Regions from separate parts of the Ovis aries genome. Here region 1 is linked to region 2. Evidence: chromatin contacts called from public Hi-C data. All regions are on one chromosome and are shown on one strand. Each heading gives the region's core, a stretch centred on a gene start, on an enhancer-like site or on the middle of the called end of the contact. The rest is flanking DNA. Distances are from core to core; before and after follow the strand shown.

Evidence for each region. A called contact is a pair of places that touch in the nucleus more often than the background predicts.
Region 1: a contact with region 2 is called in a Hi-C map of tail adipose tissue, with 5 times the contacts expected there. The contact joins the promoter of IRS2 here to the enhancer-like site in region 2. A contact is called at or near these places in 3 of 16 Hi-C or Micro-C datasets (hypothalamus, skin fibroblasts and tail adipose tissue).

Annotation. Positions count from the first base shown.
Region 1 is chr10:84,032,699-84,038,895 of ARS-UI_Ramb_v3.0, reverse strand. IRS2 (insulin receptor substrate 2) reads left to right here and starts at 4,674. Exons shown (of 2, transcript XM_027973785.3): 1 at 4,674-6,197. The coding sequence starts at 4,969.
Region 2 is chr10:83,481,243-83,486,693 of ARS-UI_Ramb_v3.0, reverse strand. MYO16 (myosin XVI) reads right to left here. Exons shown (of 35, transcript XM_042255055.2): 17 at 3,774-3,885; 18 at 1,031-1,148; 19 at 187-258. Among named protein-coding and RNA genes, the nearest start is that of TRNAY-GUA, 140 kb to the left of the region's middle. Within about 2 kb of position 3,938, at least 7 of the 54 cell types and tissues checked have an H3K27ac peak or open chromatin away from gene starts, as enhancers often do. A contact at or near this core is called in tail adipose tissue, where this site is marked.

The DNA of each region.
Region 1 (6,197 bases), core at 3,425-5,924, 550 kb before region 2:
TGAAGTGGGAAGCTTTACCACTTCCAAGAAAACGATACACCCTATGAACAAATCCTGCTTTTTCAAACATTTGCAAAGCCACCCCTTGACAGTAAATGATCTGAACAGCAGTTACATTCTTTCATGTAAAACACTCTGTTGCACAGCACTGGCATATTACGAAACCCTTGTGAAATTTCAGTTGAAACATATTAGCAAATATATTTGTGAGGAAAAACTAGCAGCTAAAGTGTAGGAAGCCCCCATATGGATCCTGCTGCTGCTGCTGCTAAGTCGTGGTGTCCGACTCCGCGTGACCCCATAGATGGCAGCCCACAAGGCTCCCCCATCCCTGGGATTCTCCAGGCAAGAACACTGGAGTGGGTTACCATTTCCTTCTCAATGCATGAAAGTGAAAAGTGAGAGTGAATTCACTCAGTCGTGTGGGAAAGTCTGTCCTTGGAGTTCATTCATCACAAAAAGGGTAATGTATTACATGAGCTACTGAAATACATTATTTATTTTAAAAATTTGTTTTTTTGAAATACATTATTTAATATAGCAAACTTGATGGAATGCTGCCGCTCCTTCTAGAGACTGGGACATACACCTCTGATGTTAAAATCTCTACTCCTAAAATACATTTTAAGTTAAAGCTACTCTAACTGTTCATATAATATTTCACTGACTGATCACCTTCAGTTCAGTTCAGTTGCTCAGTCGTGTCCGACTCTTTGTGACCCCATGGACTGCAGCACGCCAGGCCTCCCTGTCCATCACCAACTCCCAAAATTCACCCAAACTCATGTCCATCAAATTGGTGATGCCATCCAGCCATCTCATCCTCTGTCGTCCCCTTCTCCTCCTGCCCCCAATCCCTCCCAGCATCAGGGTCTTTTCCAATGAGTCAACTCTTCGCGTGAGGTGGCCAGAGTACTGGAGTTTCAGCTTCAGCATCAGTCCTTCCAATGAACACCCAGGGCTGATCTCCGTTAGGATGGGCTGATCAGCTTAGTCAGTTCATAAATAAAGAGTCCATCAAGACAAAAGTGCTGTGAAACAGCTACAGGGTTAAGAATTAAAAACAAAACCAAAAAACTCTCATGTTAACTGTTCTCCTGATATACATGCTTCCTTATGTGAAAGAGAAGCGAATTAATGGTCATTATTATTATTACTCCCTGGAGAAGGGAATGGCAACCCACTCCAGTATTCCTGCCTGGAGAATTCTGTGAACAGAGGAGCCTGGTGGGCTACAGTCCATGGGGTCACAAACAGTGGGACACAACTGAGCGACTGACAGACATTATTATTACTGTTATTTGTATTATGAATTATTGTATATTTTTAATATCACACTTTATTGACTACTCTATGAAAGATAATTAAATTATTCCAGAAAGGACTTTTTGGTTTGGTAAAAAAAAAAAAAAAATCACTGTGTAAGATTTTATATTAAAACAACAACAAAACCAACCAAACAGAAAACAATATTCGTTGGAAGACATGGCCATTCTGTCATCCATTCCGGGCCATGGGAAAGCATTTCATCCAGGCTCTAGCTGGCGACAGGCCACGCAAGCAGCACCCAGCCCTGCACAGGGGACAGGTTGGCAGATGTTAGTAGCTGACTCTTGCTGGAGAACAGTTGGAAAAATCACAAGGTGTCAAACAAGCTTTAAATAAATAAATAGCTTATTTGGCAATGGAAAGGGAGAAAGACAACCAGTTCCTTCCTTGAGGAAGACTGGGCTGTTTCTAATTACAGAGTTCCTTTCTGCTGGTTTCACGGGCTGACTTCTTAATGAGAAGGGAAATTGTACTCCCACACTTGCAGCTAGAGGTTCTAGGGCTTCAGAATGACAATCAGTTTGCAGTTTTGCTGCAGCTCTGTGATCCTAGAGTATGAGAACACCACTGATAGAGAAGATAAATTCTTCACCCTGGCTTGTCTGTACCTAACCAGGGACCGACTGACTAGTACACGGGGGGTGTCAGCTGCCAGCACAGAACTTCTGACACCATTAGTGGAACGCTGGTATTGAACACCCACTGGAACAGCTTTAAGGAGGGGGGAAAAAAACAAAACCCAAGATGGTCTTGTTGACATCCAAAGGGCACAGCAACTAAATATTCAATGAGTATTTGAAAACTTATTTTGTTTGAAAAGCCAAAATCAAGCGGAAAAATCCTTTCTTTGAATAAATTATTATGGCATGATGCTAGAAAGAGGTTACCCCACAATCACCCTCTGCTTGCTAGGGTTACTGAACATTTAGGCAGGTCGGTTTACTGGAAATGATCACACAGACAACGAAATTGGGCCACACGGTCTTGAAGCTCCCAGATGAGAAGCCCCATCAACTGTCCTTGCTGGGTGGACAACTTGCTAGGCAACATCGGTTACCATAAAAAGAACAGCAAGATCTAAAAGTAATAGAACACACACAATCATACACACACACAAATATGTCCATACACACCCATGCCCACACAGAAACGCGCAGGCATACACACACACACACACACACACACACACACACTCCACCACTCCTAGAAGTATTATTTTGTAAGGCATGGTTTGTTTAAAATGAAGGATAGACTTTGAACACACCTCTTTGGGGCAAATTCTGATGATTTTTGTGTCATTGATCCGTCTTCTGTTTATGTTATTCATCAGTAACCATAATTTATATAATTTATAATTTATATAGCAACTAACAAAACTACTACGATCTTTCGGTAAGTAGGGATCTCTCGGCCCTTAATATTAACTAGCACAATTTTCAGGTCACTTTCTTACAAACATGTTAAAACAGTTATCAGTCTTTCAAAAATTACAATCTTAAATTATTTTTCTTCAATGTAAGACTTCCATGACATTGGAAACGAAGACTTTTGTAAGGTATAGATGGCATTCAAAGGCAAACTTCCAGGAGTTAAAAAAAATTTTTTTGTTTCAAATCATTTCATGAAGACGCAATTAAAAACAAACCAAAAAACCCGACCAAGGCTTGTGTCTATAGCCTTTTTCGTTTCCGCAGGATTCGTAGCCTGCTCGGATCTGAACTCGGGCACTCCCACCCTCAACAGCAGCCCTCACAGTCATTTAGGAGACGCGTTATATGGTGGGTCCTAATTTGTAATCGACTTTGAAAGTCACAGACGCCACGTAGATGGAAATATCTGAAGCATCCAAGGGGATCTTTCACGCAGCACCCGCTGCGGGCGCGTAGGTCCGGAGACGCCCACTCCCGCGCCTCGGCGCGCGGGGCCGGGGGTCGGCGGGGTGCTGGCCGGCCGCGGGGACCCGGCTCGGCTCGCCGGAGCCCGCCCTCTTCCCGGCACGATGGATACTGCAGTCTTCTCCGCCTGCTCGCCCTCCCCTTTCTCCTGTTACATCTAAACAGACGATTTCAACTTCCCGAGAACATGCAAGTGAATGGCGCTGATGACGCCCCGGAAAGGGCCCACGATCGGGTGCGGGGGAAGGGCAGCCCTGAGCGGCGGGACCCCGGGAGCGCCTGGGGCCCGCGCGGCCCGGGGCTGGGGGCGCCCCCATCCGCGCCCCTTGCCGACCACGGCTCCCCTTCCAGGAAGGGGCTAGAAGCTGCTATCGATCCTGAGCTCACCGGTGACTAATGGGATGCTTGTAAACAAGCCGCGGGCCGGGCACCAAGGGAACCACCCTGGCGCGAACCCGCAGAGGCGGGGGTGGTGGTGGTGGGGACGCGCGCCCACCCCCAGCCCGGGCGCCGGATCCGCGCGCCGAAGTGTGTGCTGCGGGCGGAGGGAATTTCGAGGGGGGCAGCCGAGTTCACTGCCTCCTCCAGGCCCCAGCCAGTGCGGCGGCGGCGAGGCGGTGCGGGGCCCGGGGGTTGGGGGGGTGCCACCGCCCCCTCCCAAGCCCCGAGCCTGGGCTGGCGGTCTTGCCCCTTGATCTCGGTCGGCCCCCGCCCCCTGCAGCGCCCCCTCCCCGGCGGAAGCTCCGAGCCCAATTAATTGAGTCAAAGGCGGGAGGGCCGGGCCCTGCGCGCGGCGGCCGGCGCCCGCCCCTCCCGCGCGCCCCTTTTCCCGCCCTGGGTGGCATCTCCTCCGCGGGCCTCCGCAACGAGCCTCTGATTAATGAGGCCCGGCCGCCCCCGCCCCGCCGCGCCCCGCCCCGCCCCGGCCCGGGCCCCCCGCGGGAGGGGGCGGGGGAGGGGACGGCGGGAAACGCGGCCCCGGGAGAAAGGGGGGCGGGGTGGGGACGCGCGGCCCGCCCTCCCCGCGGCCCGCGCCCATTGGCCGCGCGCGCCGTCCGTCGGGGGGCGCGGCGCCAATGCGGGCGGCGGGGCGGGGCGGCCGCGCCGTGTGTGCCTGCGTAACGGCGAGTCACATGTTGTTTTGCTCTTCTTAGTTCAGTCACTCGGTGCGCGATGTGTTACTCACTGTGCGGCGGGGACCGCGACGAGCCCGGGTCGCCGTTGGCAGCGGCAGTAGCAGCGGCGGCAGCGGCAGCGGCAGCCCCGGCGGCGGCGGCGCGGACCCCGAGTCCCCGGGCACACCCCGGCACCCCGGAGCGCAGCGCGGCGGCGGGACCCATTCGGCCGCGCGCGCCGTAGGCTCGGCCCCGCGGCTCGGGGACCCCGACTCTCGGCCCAGCCAGCGAGTCCCCCAGGCGCCGCCCGAGAGCCCGGGAGGCAGCGGCCGCGGGCAAGCCGGGCCGCGGGGAAGGAGGGGGGGCGGCAGCCACCGCCCGCGCCGGGCACCTTCTGGGGCCCCGGATCGCGGAGGGCGCTGCGCCACCGCACGGGTGCCTGCCCCCGCGGGGCCTCCCGTGCCCAACCTTCCCCACCTCCTGGGCCCGAGGGACGCGGGCTCCGGCGCGCGAGCAGGGGGTGGTGGGGAGCCGCCCGCGCCCCCCTGCACTCCGCCCCCCCCCCGACCCCCAGCCCCGCCCCCGGCCCCTCCAAGCCGGGCCGGGCCGCGCGGCCTGAAGCGCCCGCGATGGCGAGCCCGCCGGAGCACGGGCCCCCCGGGCCGGCGGGCGGGGACGGCCCCAACCTCAACAACAACAACAACAACAACAACCACAGCGTGCGCAAGTGCGGCTACCTGCGCAAGCAGAAGCACGGCCACAAGCGCTTCTTCGTGCTGCGCGGGCCCGGCGCGGGCGGCGACGAGGCGGGCGGGGGCCCGGCGCCGCAGCCGCCGCGGCTCGAGTACTACGAGAGCGAGAAGAAGTGGCGGAGCAAGGCGGGCGCCCCGAAGCGGGTCATCGCGCTCGACTGCTGCCTGAACATCAACAAGCGCGCCGACGCCAAGCACAAGTACCTGATCGCCCTCTACACCAAGGACGAGTACTTCGCCGTGGCAGCCGAGAACGAGCAGGAGCAGGAGGGCTGGTACCGCGCGCTCACCGACCTGGTCAGCGAGGGCCGCGCGGGCGCCGGCGACGCGCCCCCCGCCGCCGCCGCCACCTCCGGGTCCTGCAGCGCCTCCCTGCCCGGCGCCCTGGGCGGCTCGGCGGGCGCCGCCGCGGCCGATGACAGCTACGGGCTGGTGGCGCCCGCCACGGCCGCCTACCGCGAGGTGTGGCAGGTAAACCTGAAGCCCAAGGGCCTGGGCCAGAGCAAGAACCTGACGGGCGTGTACCGCCTGTGCCTGTCGGCGCGCACCATCGGCTTCGTGAAGCTGAACTGCGAGCAGCCGTCGGTGACGCTGCAGCTCATGAGCATCCGCCGCTGCGGCCACTCGGACAGCTTCTTCTTCATCGAGGTGGGCCGCTCGGCCGTGACGGGCCCCGGCGAGCTGTGGATGCAGGCGGACGACTCGGTGGTGGCGCAGAACATCCACGAGACCATCCTGGAGGCCATGAAGGCGCTCAAGGAGCTCTTCGAGTTCCGGCCGCGCAGCAAGAGCCAGTCGTCCGGCTCGTCGGCCACGCACCCCATCAGCGTGCCCGGTGCGCGCCGCCACCACCACTTGGTCAACCTGCCCCCGAGCCAGACGGGGCTGGTGCGCCGCTCGCGCACCGACAGCCTGGCCGCCACCCCGCCCGCCGCCAAGTGCAGCGCGTGCCGGGTGCGCACAGCCAGCGAGGGCGACGGCGGCGCCGCGGCGGGGGCGGCGGCGGGGGCCGGGGCGGCGGCGGGCAGCCCCCTGAGCCCGGGCCCGGTGCGCGCGCCCCTGAGCCGCTCGCACACGCTGAGCGGCGGCCGCGCGGGCAAGGCGGC
Region 2 (5,451 bases), core at 2,689-5,188:
AGGAGGAGGGCAGGCTGCTACCACACACACAGACACAGCCGATGTTTTAACTGAACGAATCCTCTTGGATTGATGACTTTATGTCTAAAATGACCCATTACCTATAAAAAGGCAGCTCATCAGAATGGTCTCTCAAAAGCGTAGAGATGTTCACAAAGGTGGAAGGTAAAGTACAGAAAAACTTACCCTTAAAATACTGGATGTCAGTGGTTAAAGCAGATGCCAGCTCATCCGGAGATACCTGTAGCATTCCAGCCACTGAAATTAAATCGGTAATGAAAGCATCAAGTTACATACACGCTGACAGTGAGAACATGGCATTGTATAGTTGAGAAGTGTGTATAGACCCATCAGAATATGTGTGTATCAAAGAAACTGAACTATCACTATAATGGGCAAATGCAACTAGAGAAACAGCTTGATTAAAACGTCAACGAGTTCTTGGGGCTCCGGCATTAAGCTGCTGCAGGGTTTTCCCCCTCCTCACCCTTACTAACAGCCCGGGATGCTTTTTCCCCCAATTCCTGGCTAAATCACCTAGATATGGGGTGAAGATAACGGTGGTCACCACAACCATCATTATCTGGTTTTAAGGTTATTTTGAAAAAAAGAGCTGGGATTGACTCACAAGGCCACTTCAAAGGAGAGAGGTTTTTTGGCAAGATCTTTAAAGGGAAGTAATTATGTTCTGTTTAAATGTTTAGTTAATAGCATGCCCTCCAAATATACAGGGTAGAGAGATGGGGTGGAGAATACTCAGAACGATATAAATATGCCCAATTATGTGCCAGAGCACCAACACTGTTACTCAGGCGGGCAGCGTGGGGACATCAACGTGCATCTTACTAATTCACAGGACCAGAAAGACAAAAGAAGCACGCGGATCTCTGTTTTCCCCACCACCCTCCCTGATTCCCACTCTGGCAGAAAGTAGGGGTAGCCCCCTGACTTTTCTGTACTGTGTCTCCATCTACTGGCCAGCCTGGAGAACTGCACGTCAAGGCATCGATGGTTCATGAATTCCACTGACCTTGTTCCAGGAGCTGGAGGTCAGACACCAACGCGGAGTCGGCCTCGGAGAGAGCGGTGAAGCCAACGTCCCCGAGGTGCAACACGGCTGCTAGAATCACGCATAGGTTCTCCACCTCCTGCTCAGGTGACCAACAGAGAAGATAAAGGGTGTTGCTTAGGAAGAAAAGATGTAGAGACCGATCCTTTGGAAAACCTCCAAGTGGGTTAAAAAAAATGATGCACGGCTGTGATTTTTTTCCTACTCAGAATGTCCCACAAGGGAACCAACGATCAATGGTGAAAATGGGTATGCCCCATTTAGGGCAAGCAACGTTAACCTTAAAAATTCCCAATAAATTCCCGGTTTCCTAATTGGTAATTTGGGCAGGAAAAGCTCTGGCCGGAGAGAGCTTTTCCTAAGAATAATTCTCATTTGCTTTATAGGCATAGACTGGACACAGTGTGGTCCCTGTGCCATCCGTGAATTTCGTCCTGAACTTCTAGCTTTCAGGACAAGGTAGTTTTATTATTAGCAGCTTTAAAATGAGCGCATTGAAAAGGATAATCTGCTATTTTCAGGTATAATCCTCTATGACTGCAGCGTTACTTAGACATGTTTTTGGTAGCCTCCAAATCACAAATTAGGGCCTCAGAGTTTATTGATCTGTGCCTGTCTGAATAACATTTTCCAAGCTCCTTAAGCTACCCGACATAAATAAATCCAGTGTGACAGCTCCCTCTCCCATTTTTAAATAAACCCAGTAACTCCTCATTAAATTTCCCAGTGCCCCGAAAGAGACACACTCCTGGACACAGACAGGAAGACTTTGTTCCATCACCACGGTTCTTGCAGTTCCGTGCCGGGATGGTGATAGGACAGTGAAAGCTGCCCTCAGGTTCGTGACAATGTGCTGATGCTAACAAGCTGCTCTGCGAGCAGGGGGCGGCGGTGCAAGCCCCCAGTCATCTTGCTGGTGAGGGAGAGCTGGGGTCGGGGGACCACCTTCACGGTCAGGTCCCCCGGAACCACACTCAGGAGCTCTGACTCAAGGGTCTTGCCAGCCCAGAAGCACCTTTCTCCCAGTCTAACTGGATCTTTCCCTGCCTGGCACCATCTCAGTCACACGTGAGGATCAAGATGATCAGTGTTTGGTCTTGGTTTAATCGCATGAATTTCTTTAACCAAAAAGCTTGTTAAATGCCCTGTTTGGCCCCTCATGTGGAAGACATAGTCTGTGTGCCCTGCCTTTGAGGATCAGTCATGGGTTTCTACAGCCCCATTTCCAAGGAGCTGATATTTGGTGAAATGATTCCTTACCCGCCTCTCTATTCCAGTTTCCTATAAGTGAGTAGAGACTGCAGACACAAATGGAGGAAGGGAAGAGAAGAAACAACAGCTAAAAAAGAAAAAACCAGTAGCAAATGCGAAGACCAAAGAGTACGAGTGGTAGGAGTCAGGGAAAGAGGGAAACACAGGGATGGAACAGACAGAGCAGCAAAGAGCAAAGTGCCGTGTGACTGCCCGTTCCTAGAACTCCCGCCCCTGAATGCGGTGAGGCTGGAGTGGAGCCAAGGGCCCAGAGCTATCCACTGAGGGGGAGCCCCTGCCTCCCACCCCTCCCTTGCTGTCGCCCGGCAACCACTTCCACCCCTTGCTGCCCCATGAGCCAAGGGGAAAGACAGGGACCCAAATCGATGTATATCGAGTAAAAAAAAAAATTAAATCTGTCACTAAGTCTTGGCTCACGACCTACAGGCATACCAGTTACCCATGCAGTCTTATGTTGATTGCTAATGAGGAACTAGCTGCCATTTAAAGTGGCTCCATACTGAACATCCGGGACACAGAGATGATGCATAGGAAAAGGAGATTTGTAGGAATTTCTGAGGTCTTGGTGGCTCAGTGGTAAAGAATCCGCCTGCCAATGCAGGAGACGCGGGTTCGATCTCTGGGTTGGAAAGATCCCCTGGAGGAGGAAATGGCCACCCACTCCAGGATTCTTGCCTGGAGAATCCCATGGACAAGAGAGCCTGAGGGGCTACGGTCCACGGGGTCGCACAGAGTCGGACCCGACTGAAACGGCTGAGCACGCTTCACATCTCTTGTTCTCTGGACCTGTGCTATTCACTTCAGTGAACAGTAACCACGCAAGACAATGTCAGTTTAAATTGATCAGAATTTTTTTTTAAGTTTAAAAAAAGTTAAAAATCCACATCCTGAGTCTACAGCAGCCTCCTCCACCATGCCTGGCAACCCCAAGTGGCCAGTGACTGCCATACTGCAGGTGAAACCTGGAACGTTCCTGGGATCACAGAAATTTCCATTGCGTAGCAGAGGGCTTAGGCACTTTAAAGAGTATGTTTCAGCTTTGGAGGTATTTGATAATTCTTTAAGAATTAAAAAAAAAAAAAAAGAAGCATAGTGTTCAAGAAGATAGTTTAATCGAATGATTAGATTACTCTCCCAAGTGGTGCTTGGCAGCAGACAGCTCCTTCCGTCTGCCATGTTTCTCGACTCAGCCAGTGCGAAGTTCTTATCTGTTTCGCTCACGTGCTCCCTGTGGGAGAAGGTCTCAACCGCCTTCTTGAGGACGGCAGCCCATCTTCTCGGTACCCTGCGGCCCTGGGCGTAATGTTTGCTCACGTCTCTCTCCCACTAGCATGCAAGCTCCACGAGGCAGAGGAATGTTTTTGAATGAATAACTTTTACAAACTAGCAGAGGGTTGATTTCCTCAGTGGAATATTTAACCGCATGACTCACCAAGTTACTGAAGCCAATTACATTCAGAGCTTGTTTCAAAACAGCAAATTTCTCCCTGTTCAGGGAACGCTCTGCTGTTGATCTATCTTCTCTAAGGGTCTGGTGCAAATACCTGTGAGGAGGAAAACCACACAGTTTTATGGCTTGGCTTGTCAACAAACCCCAGTGGTGAAGTCACTTCAGCCCTGTCTGGTCTCCAGAATAATGGACATCACCTGGACATTGTGTCCCTGTATGATTTATACGGCTTTGGTCCGTAAGAGCACATGCTGTTTCCGGAAGGAAGAAAGGAAGGTTCTTGTTGTACCAGAACGTATTTACACTGTTTCCCTTGGTTCTCACTTGAGTGGCTCCCCTCCTCAGAGAAGGTCACGAATACTTTGTGTATTTCATATAGAAATCTAGCAGATTCTACCCCATGCTTTGTAATTCGTATTTGTAGTCAAAATTTTAAATTGAGAGCAATCTACGATTTCTTCTCGTCAATATCTTTTAACTACAAGGTGGATGATTAATTCATGGATTTATTCCTTTCGTTCAAAAAGCACAGAAAGGACAAAAGAAGTTGACCGTGTTAGTTGGTCAGTCGTGTCTGACTCTTTGCGACCCCATGGACTGTAGCCCGCCAGGCTCCTCTGTCCATGGGACTCTCCAGGCAAGAACACTGGAGTGAGTTGCCATTTCCTTCTCCAGGGGCTCTTCCTGACCCAGGGATGGAACCCAGTCCTCCCACATTGCAGGCAGACTCTTTACCGTCTGAGCCACCTGGATAGCCCTAAGCACAAAGGAATCGCCTACCAAATACACAATACTAACACTTCGGGATACAAAGAGCTTATCCCTGGAGGCTCAAGAACAAACACAGTGTGTCCAAAGACAGAGACAAGAGACAAAGCGCGGCTGTGATGCAGCATGGAAGCAGAACAACAGAGAAGGCCTTGGCCTGTTTGCAGGAGTGCAGAAAGGGAACCGGGGGAACGGCTGTGGGCCAGGACGAGGCTTTGGTTTCAAGAGCTGACGTTTGAGTAAGGATCGCCCGGGAAATCCGAGATCCACGGTGATCCTCAGAATAACTGGCACTATGTGCAAAGGCACACAGGCAGGATCCCATGTGGTGTGTGTATGTTGGAAACTTGCACAGGTCTGCACAGTCGGAGCCTCTGGCGAGAGGGGCCGAGGGTGATGAGGCCAGACAAGGAGCCAGAGCCCTGTGCGTCCTGCAGAAGTTTCCGTGGTGGCGTGGAAGTGGCGGCTGTCCCCAGGGCCTTGAAGCAAAGAAAGATTGGCGGTGCAGGAGGCATTTCCCCGCAGCCCAGTGAGGTGGCCTGGAATTAGCCCTTAGCAGTTGTAGTAGTTCAGTCGCTCAGTCGTGTGTGACTCTTTGCGACTTCACGGGCTGTAGCCCGCCAGGCTCCTCTGTCCATGGGATTCTCCAGGCAAGAATGCTGGAGTGAGTTGCCATTCCCTTCTCCAGGGGATCTTCCCAACCTGGATCTCCTGCATTGCAGGCAGATTCTTTACCGACTGAGCTATGAGGAAGGCCTGGGAAGAGATGAGGCAAAGAAATGAGCCGGCAGGTCTAGGGAGACCAACAGTGAAGAGAAGCAAAGGAGATGGAGAGGCAGGTGGGCGAGAGGAGGGCTGGCTGTTCACAGGGTCCGTGGTGGGTGGGAGGAGA